2 separate regions of the Sorghum bicolor genome follow, and region 2 is linked to region 1. A link is a contact called in public HiCAR-type data. All regions are on one chromosome and are shown on one strand. The core of a region is the stretch at or near the end of the contact, and the rest is flanking DNA. Distances in the headings are between cores, read along the strand shown.

Region 1 (5,913 bases), core at 2,108-4,607:
GGATTTGCCCTCACGAAAGACGAAACCCCTGCCGCGGCATTATCTGCATCCAACACGGCGCCGGGCGCAGCCGTACGGCGGCGGCTCGTGGTAGTGGCGAGATCTTTTCTCTCCGTGTTGGATGTCGATCTTGTTCGGCACGTCGGTCTCGTCAAATATCCATGCGGCCAGTGAGCGAGGGGAAGCAAAGTGAACGGGGCAGCCTGCAGAGAGAGAACACCAGCAATTTGGCACGATTGGCGGATGCTTCAAAGCTTGCTTGCTTCTTGATTGATGCCTGCAGGAGTAGGAGTTTATGACTGCTGTGCTTGCTTGATCGTGCCAGTAGTATCTTGCAGAACCTAGTTCCTTCACATGGAAAGCCTGTGCAGGACCAACTTGCCAAACCTATGCAGGAGCTGGAAAATATAATTTGGGGGTGGGATAGTGTGGGGGAGCTGGAAAAAAAAATCAATGATACTACTACATATTTATTATGGATCAAGTTGCCATGTTTCTTGCGTAATGACCATCATCAATTTTAGATGTGATCAACTCAAATTTTATTTTATGGACGTGACCATCATCAGTTCATCACTATGTTATGGTAGCACTGGAAAATAGAGCATATAAGAAAGAAAACGAAATGACATTTTTTTATTTCTTTTTACAGAACCACGTGTAAATCGTTACAGAATCACAAGACCAATGCCACTTTACCCTTCCGGTGTACAACTGGACTCAGCTCAAAAAAAGGGAGAAAAAAAGCATCCCTGCAAAGTTCCCACAAATCCTAAGTTTACCGTAGCAACTCTTGCAAATATCTGAATTCCGCATCAGCACTCTTATTATACATTCTTATTTAAAAAAAAAGCATCTAGAAAGATCACCGATATTTGTTGGATGGAGAAAGCATTGTCTTCTACTCTCCTCAACAGCTGTACACCAGCTATCCTTGCTACTTCCGTGGTCACAAGCAGCTCATCCATCACAGAACACCAACCCCGCATCAACTCCACTTGGTTCAGTCCGGTCTGAAATCAGCACCTCTGTATTCATCTGATGCTCTCACAGTTCACCAAATTCACCATTAATCCTCAATTAGCCTGATGTTCAGCTGATTCTCGAACCGGAGCCAAGACTCAGCTCGCATTTCCGTGTTCATCATATCACTCTCTGGTGCGGGATAGTAGTCCTCCCTTAGCTGCATGTCCCTCAAATTTGGCACCTTCAAGAAGAAGGTCAGGAAATGCTCATGTGTGGTGCCATGGACGAAGAGCTTCCTGAGCCCAACGCAGCCCTGGAGCAGTCCCACAGCGGGCAGTGTCAGGCTACGCTGGTTCACTTCCTTGTCTTGGGGAGGCCAATAATCCAGCTCATACAGAGTCATTAGTGAATCTATACCATGCAAATAAAATCGCTCCCACAGAGAGAGATCCATCTGGCCTGCTGGTGCAGTAAGAGCATACCCAACCGCCTCACTCAGATCCAATTTCATCTTAGCAAGTACTGGGAAGCCTGCAAGATACCTCAGGCCAAAAAATGGGCCAGGGCGTGCACGGCAATCACCCTCCACTTTAATTGAGATCTCCTCTAGAACAGGGCAGCTATCAAGCCCAGCAGAGATGAGTGGGGAGAGTACCTCACCAGCAGGGAACCAGAGGGAGAGTGAACGTAGCATCTCCCAGCTGACTAGATCATCCAATTCCATGTACCTACATTTCTTCGATGCAGACTCATATGTCACTTCACCGAGATCATCATCTTCATGATCACATCCGGTTGTGCCATTGGCCACGCTCTCAGGCTGTTCAACTTCCTTCCAGACACAGCTGACCTCAAGACTCTCAATGCGATCACGGATCGGACTTAAAGCAGTGAGGCATGTTGCTGTGTCCAGAAGCCGGCAGTGCAAGATACTGACTTCTTTGATTGTGGGCCGAAGCGCCGTTGCTAGCCTCCTGATCCCAACTGATGTGACAAGATCACAGCCATGGATGGCGAACTTAGCAAGCCTCCCGCACCCACGACCTATGGCAGCAAGGCTGGCGTCAGTGAGATCCAAACAACCCTTGATGCATAGCGACTCCAGCGAACCACACACAGCAACGCCGTCGAGGTGCAGCCAAGATGCCTTGCACAACCCCTGGAAGCCCCCCAGCGTCAAGAACTTGATCCGTGGGCACCTGCGGGCAAGCGCCTCCATGGCCGGCGCTGTCTCCAGCACATTATGCCGCAGGTCAAGCGTGAAATCCTCTAGCTCCGGCAGTGCAGCGAAGAAGGAGACCAGCCCTGCGACGGTGATTGCCGCGTCCTCCCGTTGGCTGGTGGCCGCCAGCTCAAAAGGTTCTCGGAGCCGCAGGATCGACAGCTTGGGGCAGCTGGTGGCGATGGTGAGAAGCGCGTCGTCGCTGACGAAGTCAACGTACCGAGGGTTGAACACACAGGGCGCCACGAGCTTGCGAAGATTGGGGCAGAATCTCGCGATGGCCCCCAGCTCGGCGGCGTAGAACCCGTCCGTGGCGCCCGCGAGGCCGAGGTCGAGCTCGGTGAGCGCCGCGGCGGCTGCCGGGTGCGCCGCAAGCGCAGGCTGGATGTCCTCCGTCCAGCAGTAGAACTCGGAGAGGTCGAGCGCCCTGAGCGCGGGGCAGTCCCCGAGGAGGGGCTCGAGATCCGCGCCGGCGTCGAGGCCGGGCGGGCGCTGGTGCCAGCGCACGAGCTTGACACTGCGGAGGCGGGACCTCCAGTGCGGGGTGAGGCTGGCGAGCGTGGTGGGGTCGCGGCAGTAGACGGCGAGCGAGGACACGGCGGGGAAGCAGTAGGCGAGGCGCGCCGCGATGAGGGCGTTCTGCCCCGCGACCTCCTCCGCCGCCACGGCCGGCGCGACGGCGTCGGCAGACGGCGCCGCGGAGGAGAGGAACGGGTGGCCCCACGGCGACACCAGCGAGAGGTCGAGCCGCTCCAGCGCCGGGAAGCAGAACGTCGGCCTGATGAGGTAGAGGAACACGTCCGACCGCGGGTCCCCGCGCAGCGAGAGCGCGGCGCGCGTGGCCCGCTCCGCCGCGAGGAGCCTGTGGCACGCCAGCGCGACGCGGTGCCGCGACCGCGCGTCGGTGAGGAAGCCCAGGATGTGGAGCAGCAGCGGCTCCGGCAGGTCCAGGAGCGGGGAGCCCGCCGCGGCGTCCTCAGCCATGCGATGCGATGGGACGCGGCGATGGGGGGCTGGGGGTGGGACGGGATGGGGGATGCGCCGCCGCGTCCGGCAAAGTCGTCGAGCCCTTTTTTCCTTTCCCTTGCGCGGGCGGAGCGGGGGGCAGTTGGGGGGAGGAGGAGGAGGAGGAGAGGGGGGATGCGGCCTGCGGCAGCAGGTGAGGGGGGGCGGGTGGAGTGGGGACGAGGGGACACCACGGGAAGCTCCACAGCGAAGTGATATACTAGTCGACAGCTCTATCTCTTTTTTTCCTTTTTATTTTTTGTCTGTATAATAATAATTTTATCTTATCCTATCCGTATCGACATGGGAGTATTTTTCTTCTTTTGGAAATATAAATCATTTCCCGTCTTTGTCTTTCCGTCCCCTCTGGCAGGCTCGCGTAGGCGTATGAGGGCGCTGCCTCGCGTAGGCGAGCCCGGGCCCGTGCGCTGGTGGTGGTTGGCCTCGCGCGCGCGGCCGCGGCGGGCGATGGGGTCGTCGGCGCCGGCGAGGGCGGCGGGCGGCAGAAGGGATCCCGGCGAGAACCCGGCGGTGGGGAGGCTGCGGGAGCTCTTCACAGGCGACGCGGCAGGTGAGTGTGATCATGAATCGTCTCTCGTTGCTGGTTGTTGCGGTTTTGGCCGTTTGGGAGACAAATTCGGAGGAGTGGTCGCTAGCGTTTGGTCTGGTTGCCTGTACTAGGGGTGGGTGTGCGCGTGCCGATGTTCGTGGTGGGTTCCTGATCGGTGGAGTGGGCTGGAGCGAGTACCTTGGGGTTTCTCGTTAGTTGGAGCTTGGACACAGCAATGACCTAACAATGGCGACGAATCACAAACGGACAAACGGTGGTGTGGTTAAGCTGTTGGGGATGATGCTCCAGTGCTGCTACAGAGGCATCGCTTGAGAGCGAATTCCACCTGTGAGAGTGAAATGAAGGGGCTGAAACTCAAGTTATCTCAGTTGAAATTGAAACCCAGCAATTGGTGAGGAAAGCAGACAAAATAAAACCACAATTGGGGGGGTGCTTGAAGATGCTGTCTGTATTTGTAAGGCAAATGTTGTATTCTGAAAAACTGAAACCATTGCTGCGTTGCTGATCAAGCAGAGAATGGTATTTCTAGACTTCTAGTAGAGCAATAGCTGCCATTGTGATGAGTATGCTAGACAGTTGCAGTTTCATATTAGGTTGTCAGCAGACAAAATCACCAGCTGACGCTTCATAGCGTCTAATTTCTTGTTAAATTCCAGCTCACTTTGTGCATGCCTTGTATTTGTCATGCATGTGAGTCTGTTGATTCTGAGTTGCCTTTTCTAAATCATTGTTCATCAGATGGGTGGGAGAAGTCCTGGGAGTTTGGTGTGACCCCGTGGGATTTGGGAAAGCCAACACCTGTCATCGAGCATCTTGTTAGATCAGGAACACTCCCAAAAGGAAGAGCTTTGGTTCCTGGATGTGGAATGGTAAATTATTTCATTCTTCTGTCAGATGGTTGCACCACTATTGTTTTTCTCCTAGTTTCTCCCCAGTAACCAAGCTCATGACTAAAATCTGACTATTACTTTCACCTTAAGATACCAGTCATAGAATGTGCCTAGTTTTCTCCATTTATCCATTGTAGTAATTGAGAGCTGATGTGATGTGCCTTGACAACAGTACCCAACTGACATAAATACATAATACAATACATTAGCAATATCAACCTGTTCATTGAAGATTGTATGTGTGATAGTGTACTGTAGACCATTTTACAAACCTAAATGCGCATGACGATACTATAAGAAGGAACACACTTTGCTGGCATTATAATAATATATTACAAACTGGAACTTAGATTTTAGCTTATTTGCCCAGATTGAGTTGCTTTTGTATAACAGGGATACGATGTGGTCGCTCTGGCAAGTCCTGAACGTTTTGTTGTTGGCTTGGATATTTCTGATCTGGCTGTTAAGAAGGCTAAGCAGGTATGCTTATGACCAGTAGCTGAGCAAGATGTTGATTATCACTTATCAGTTAAGGGAAGCTATCTTGAGAATGGGCCTGCTTGATATCTTGACTATTTTCTTCTTGTTTTTCTAGTGGTTACGCTTGATATCTGCCATAGAATATATTTTCCAAAGTAATGTTAATCACAAACCAAACCATATATGTTAAGAAATTGCAACTTTATGAATTTTCTGTTAGGCCTTGTTTGGATGTAGTCGTATTCACATCAATCCACATGTGTTGAGGTGGATTGAAGTGGAACTTGAACTAAATTCCACTCCAATCCACACCAACACATATGGATTGAAGTAAATACGACAACATCCAAACAAGGCCTTATGTGGATAAGGGCCCCCCCCCCCCCCCCCCGCCCAACACCACCAAAGAAAAGGACAAAGAGCTTGTGAAATTGTAAATTTTGATCAATAATATTGATCATATGGGTTTGATTGAACCCGCTTTTCAGATAATTGATGTTGAGTCTGTTTGCGAATAAAATATACATTATTCCAACCATCACAGCTGTAATACAGCTTTTGTACTATGCCTTTTGTCTTACAACCCATCTTCTGATTTTAGGATAATTATGTCTGATTGTCTTCTCCATTGGTGTACAGTGGTCATCCTCTTTGCCCAATGCAGATTATTTTACTTTTCTGGCTGAAGATTTCTTCAAGTGGATACCGAGTGAAAAATTCGATCTTATATTTGATTACACGTAGGTGACACACATATTATCAGTTTATTATTTTGATGG
Region 2 (5,913 bases), core at 1,532-4,031, 160 kb before region 1:
TCATGCATCATCAACCAGCCACGTCGTCGTCGTCTGGCGGAGGTTAGGCACGCCGCTGCTGGCCCTGCACCCGCCCGTAACGACGTAGCTTCCCATGCATTATTATTCCCCCCGCCCGGCCTGCAGGTAATAAGCCAAATCCCAGCTGGGCGCCGCTAGCTCTCCCGTCGCCACGCGCGCGCCCAATCATGCGTGCGCGCGCCGGCCGGGCCATCGAGGCGGCGATATATAGCTTTGCCAGTGCCAGTCCGCGTCGTCGATCGGCTTGACGCGGCCGCGCGCGGGAGAGAATGATCGGCGCGGCGCGGGCTTGGGTGCGGTGGCGTCGGCGTCGGCGTCGGCGTCGCGTTCGAAAGCAACGCCGGCCGGGCCGATCGGGAGCGCGCGCGCGCGCAGCCGCAGTGCCGTGCAGAGCAAGCCGCGGCCTGCTGACTGGCTGCTGCTCTACCCAGATGCCTATAGCTTTGATCCGTGGTGACTCGTCAGATAGAGCGCGAGAGAGAGAGTGGTGGACGATGCTGCTGGGTGTGTGACAGGAACAGGAACAGGGTGTGGAGGTGGACGTGTGGTGTGGCGATGCCGCCACGCACGCACGCGCGCGCGCTTGGGTGCGTGTCGCCGTCTCACACAGCTAAGATGGCTTGCGACTTGCGATGACTTCGCGTGTTGCCCCGTCTCTCTCGCCCCGTTGTTGCCGCAGTGCCGCCGCTGTCATCGTCTCCATCATCATCATCATCGGCGGCGATGGATGGATGATCAAGTGTTGCGGCCATTCGTCCGGCCGGCCAAAGTCGAGCGTCTTTTCCACGGAGTGTTTACTACGAGGGAATTAAGACGATGGTGGTGGCGGCGTTAGGATTAGTGGATCCATCACAGTGCAATGATTGATTGATTCAGATGAAGGCAGTAGTGGAAACTACTAGCTATATAGCTAGGCTACGCTAGGCTAGATATTCGTGTTTCAGCGGCAATGCTAGCATTAAGCATTTGATAATATCCTTGCATGGGCCAAGTAAGCACTTTGGGCAGCCAGGATTTGGCACCGGATCGGATAATAACATGGCCAAGCAAAAGTTAGTTATTTGTCTGCATCGTCCATGCATTCCAGCTGGATCGAGCTACCACTGCACGGCACTGCACACAGTGCGAGTTCGTTACGAATGTAGGTCTGCTGGTAGTGGTATAGATAGTGGTGAAGTTGCACGGGGGACTTATCTTTAATCGACTGAGACAGAAAGCCTAATGCCTGTGGCTTCTGTGTAGTACCACCTTGTTAAAGTGTAATCACTGGCCCTAGTATTGTGGCGCTGCGAGTCATGCCCTCTTTGTTGCCTGCATCAAGTGGGTCTGGGTTGGGCCAGTGGGCCTTGTGTTCCATCGCTTTTTCTCAGCTTTGGGAGCACAAACACACAAAAAAGCATGCATATGCTATCGCACCCTTGCTGTGTTGCAGATTCCTATACACGCTTGCTTCAATGAAAGCAGAGACACATTGGCAGGTTTGAGTTTAATGGTGGTGATCTGCTTGGCCGTGCAGGGCCCTCTCCTCCATCATCATCATTATCCCATCGGTTAAGTTGTTGTGATGTTGCAGTGTTGGCACCCATGGCACAATAGTACTCGAGTTTAAGGCATGTCCAGTACCTGTCCGTCCATACATACATCATACATCCATTAATCCATAGTGTGCCGCTCTGTTTTGATTTGGAAACACTTGCAAAACATCTAGTACCATAAAAGCAAACGCAACCTGCTCATGTACTGCATACATTTCACATGCACGCGACACGACCACACACACACCCATAGTATTTTAGGTGCAGGTTCCCCTTTACAGGCGCAAAGTTTACAGAGTGAGGGCGAAGGAGAAGGAGACGACGTCGTTACGACGAGTGCCGGTCACTCACGTCTGCCTCCAATTCTACTACTCTGTAGACCCCCCCCTATCCTTCCCTGAGATACTGCAAACTGAAAGTAACCTACCAACCCAAAAAAGTCTCGGACGTCCAAGTTTTCATCAGCGAAGAAAAAGGAGAGGGCCGAGGCAGCAAAGCAGAGCAAGGCAGAGAGGAAATCGTCCCGGGCACGGGACTGTGGCGCAGCCAGCCACGCCACGCACCGGTTAATCCTCGATTACCGGCTGGAAAACGCCCGTGGATCGCCATCATTCGCCTGGGACTCGCGCCTGATTGGCCCTCCTCATCATTGCCCACCCGAAAGGGCCTTTAGAAAGCTCCCCGCGAAAAAAAAAGAATCACATGGAAAGTCGCCTCGCCGGTGGATCGCAAAGCGGTGGTGGAGGAAAAGAGCGCCGCCACAGCGCACGAAAATGCGCTGCCCATCCTCCTCGCCGGAGCGCCTGCCGGTGCCCCGCCCGGGCTAAGGAACCGCCGGAACGGGCGCGCGCGATCCGTGTCGGGCGTCTGGTCGGCCGTGCTTGTTTGCTTGCTTAATATACTATTAAAATGAGATGATGACATGTGGTAAGACAAAGATTGACAGAGGGCTCGGCGCGGACGGTGGGGATGGTGTTGTAACGGCCGAATTGCGTCCGGCGCGTGATCTGGACCGTCGGATGCCGATTGGGGTGAGGGGCCGAGTCCTGTGCCGTGGGACCCGTGTCTACAGTCTGCACGGGACAGTGGTCGCCGGGATACCGCCGGCGCAAAAGGCGAGGCGCTGGTAGTACTACATGCAGATACACCTGTATCTGCCTGCGAAAGTTTTGTTGGCGAAGGCGCCGTGGCAGGCGTCACGAGGGCGAGGCTATAAAAAGGTGTCCCAGGCCAACCGTGTCGTTCAAGGGGAGCGCTCTGCTCGACTTCGACTCCTCCACTGCTCCGGCTCTGCTCTGCCAGTCCTCGCGTAGCGGTGTATAGGCTGAGAGGCAAGGCGAGATGAGGAGCGGGCGGCGGATGGCGGCGGCGCTGGTGGCGGTGGTGTGGTCGTCGTGGGCGCTGGCGCTGGCGGCGGCGGCGCAGAGCTACAATGCCGTCTTCAACTTCGGCGACTCCATCACCGACACCGGGAACCTCTGCACCAACGGGAGGCCGTCGTCGATCACCTTCACCCAGCCGCCCTACGGCGAGACCTACTTCGGCACGCCGACGTGCCGCTGCTGCGACGGCCGCGTCATCCCGGACTTCCTCAGTACGTCACGCGCGCCTGCTCCCTAATTAAATTCCGCTCTGGCTGGATCTCGCCTGGGCAGCCTGGCCCACTGTCCTGTGGGACTGTTGTGGGTGCGTGGTGGGTGGATGCTGATGTACGGTGGTCCTCCGCTCCCACACACAACGCTGCAGGCTCCAAGTTCGGGCTGCCGTTCCTCCCGCCGTCCAAGTCGACGACGGCCGACTTCAAGAAAGGCGCCAACATGGCCATCACCGGCGCCACCGCCATGGACGCGCCCTTCTTCCGCTCGCTCGGCCTCTCCGACAAGATCTGGAACAACGGGCCCATCAGCTTCCAGCTGCAGTGGTTCCAGCAAATCTCCTCCGCCGTCTGCGGCAACGGTGAGCATGAATGGAAATAAAAAAGCCTGTCATTTTCTCTGTGCCACGCCATGGGTCCCCTGACGATCGATCAATTGCAATTGCATCCGTCTGTCGGGTCACCACGATCAATCGCAGACTGCAAGAGCTACCTGGGCAACTCCCTGTTCGTGTTCGGCGAGTTCGGGGGCAACGACTACAACGCGATGCTGTTCGGCAACTACAACGCGGACCAGGCGAGCACGTACACGCCGCAGATCGTGAGCACCATCGCCAACGGGGTCGAGAAGCTGATCGCGATGGGCGCCACGGACATCGTGGTGCCCGGGGTGCTCCCCATCGGCTGCTTCCCCATCTACCTCACCATCTACGGCACCTCCAACAGCGGCGACTACGACAGCCTCGGGTGCCTCAAGAAGTTCAACGACCTGTCCACCAACCACAACAACCAGCTCCAGACGCAGATCTCCAGCCTCCAGGCCAAGTACAAGTCCGCCCGCATCATGTACGCCGACTTCTACTCCGCCGTCTACGACATGGTCAAGAACCCCGGCAGCTACGGTACGTATATATATATATATATATATACATACTCCTGCCATGCATGGTCCCTCCTCGCCGCCGCCGTCGTCGTCGTCGCCGACCTCGCGATCGACCGCCGACGCACGCACATGTGGTCGGATAGGGGACGGGACTACGAGAGTCAAGTGGTGACGAAACGGTAGCAGTAGACGGACTGGTGTCTGTGACCGCTGCAAGCAAGTTGTCACGCACCTCGAGCATCCGTGACGACGGCCGGCTTGGCGGGTACTGCCCGGCGCAGGCCAGCTTTCAAACAGCGCGCTTGGCGCTTCCGGCGGCCCCCCCACATCCGTCCATCCGTCGCAGAGCGCGCGCCTCTTCAATGCGCCGTCCTGGCAGTGGCAGTCAGTCACCTCACCTTCTACGCGTTTTGGCGTGCAAGCGCGTGAGAGGCCCCGCCCCTGCCGTGCCGCCCGTTCGAATCTCGTCACGTGTGTAAAACCCAGTATGCGTGTCCGTCCGATCCGATCCATGTGCACGACACGACATAGGGTTCAGGGTGCGGGCCTGCACTGCACTGCGGCGGTCTGCAGCGGCGAGACGGACGACATGCCCGTTGCTCCTCGTGCACTGCGGAAGCGTGGGCGTGTCGTGCGGCGGCGAATAGAAAAATGGCCCCGATCCGCGCTCGTGACGGCTGCCTGGTGCCTGCCCTGCCGCGCGCATTTTGCCGGATCTTGCCGCACTGGCGCGAAGCGAGAGAGCCCCGACCCCAATTATGGGGACGATGATGGCGGACCGCGGACGCACCGGCTCCGCCTCGGCGTCGCGGTCGTGAGACGAGTACCGCGCATGTTCCCGAACTTGCCGAGACCGAGACCGGCCACGTTCCTCCCCACCCAACACATGCGAATTGAAACGCCGGCCAGCGCCGCGGGGCACTGCACTGCTCCTGCACGTTGCGTTCCCGCCCGCGCCGGAGCGCGCACTGCTCCTCCTGCTTCGTGTGATGTGCGTCTCACCGCGTGTTTCTCTTTTGCAACGTATACTGCAGGGTTCAGCACGGTGTTCCAGACGTGCTGCGGGGCGGGAGGCGGCAAGTACAACTACCAGAACAGCGCGCGGTGCGGCATGTCGGGCGCCTCGGCGTGCTCCAACCCGGCGGCGCACCTCAGCTGGGACGGCATCCACCTCACCGAGGCCGCGTACAAGCAGATCACCGACGGCTGGCTCAACGGGCCCTACTGCCGCCCGGCGATCCTCCACAGCTAAGCTAAGCCCATCGTCAGGGACTCAGGGGCAGCAGAGCGAGCGGGGACCGATTAATTAATTACTATTTTTTATTTGTTGTTGTTGTTATTATATCTTCTGTGTTTATGTTGCCGGGAAAAAAGTGTCTCGGCAACTGCATGCATCTGTTTTTCTTGTTCTTCCCTGTTGTAACTTATATATATTATATTATGTATACTGGTCTTCATTTACAAATCAAATGGTATATATTTTCATGGAACTTTTTACTCTGGTCTGCCTGTGCGTGGCATGTGGTCGGGGCTTTTGAGAAAACTTTTCCAGCAATCAATCTCCCACGGTAAATCCTGTTCCTGTCTCAGGCTATCCATGTCACCCGTCAGGGCACGTGAAGGCCGTGACAGGGGTCTTTGCGCAAGGCTCCAACGCTGCAACGCACCATCACGAAGGCACGAGCTCGTGACCAATTCGGGATGAGAATGCCAACAAAAGCAAAGTGAAACACCGCGCTCCAAGCATCTGTTTCGTTTCATCCATGTGCCGCTACCGGAGCACAGCTGCACAACAAACCTTTCAGTGCCCAGACAGCGAAAGCTGTTTGACTGATGAATATGAACACTGCTCCTTCCAAATGAAATTAAATGCATCTGAG

Evidence for each region. HiCAR-type assays count read pairs that join an accessible place to other places.
Region 2: a contact with region 1 is called in a HiCAR-type map of leaf, with 2.4 times the contacts expected there. The contact joins the promoter of LOC8071344 here to the promoter of LOC8069167 in region 1. A contact is called at or near these places in 1 of 4 Hi-C or Micro-C datasets (leaf mesophyll) and 1 of 1 datasets of contacts at active chromatin or transcription factors (leaf).

The regions. Positions count from the first base shown.
Region 1 is chr10:3,310,745-3,316,657 of Sorghum_bicolor_NCBIv3, reverse strand. LOC8069167 (F-box/LRR-repeat MAX2 homolog) reads right to left here and starts at 3,357. Exons shown (of 1, transcript XM_002436454.2): 1 at 610-3,357. The coding sequence starts at 3,172. The coding sequence ends at 1,070. It overlaps LOC8069166 (probable thiol methyltransferase 2), which reads left to right and starts at 3,548. Exons shown (of 8, transcript XM_002437809.2): 1 at 3,548-3,764; 2 at 4,503-4,633; 3 at 5,048-5,134; 4 at 5,774-5,874. The coding sequence starts at 3,581.
Region 2 is chr10:3,471,731-3,477,643 of Sorghum_bicolor_NCBIv3, reverse strand. LOC8071344 (GDSL esterase/lipase At5g45910) reads left to right here and starts at 2,781. Exons shown (of 4, transcript XM_002437816.2): 1 at 2,781-3,150; 2 at 3,303-3,512; 3 at 3,630-4,052; 4 at 5,068-5,525. The coding sequence starts at 2,898. The coding sequence ends at 5,285.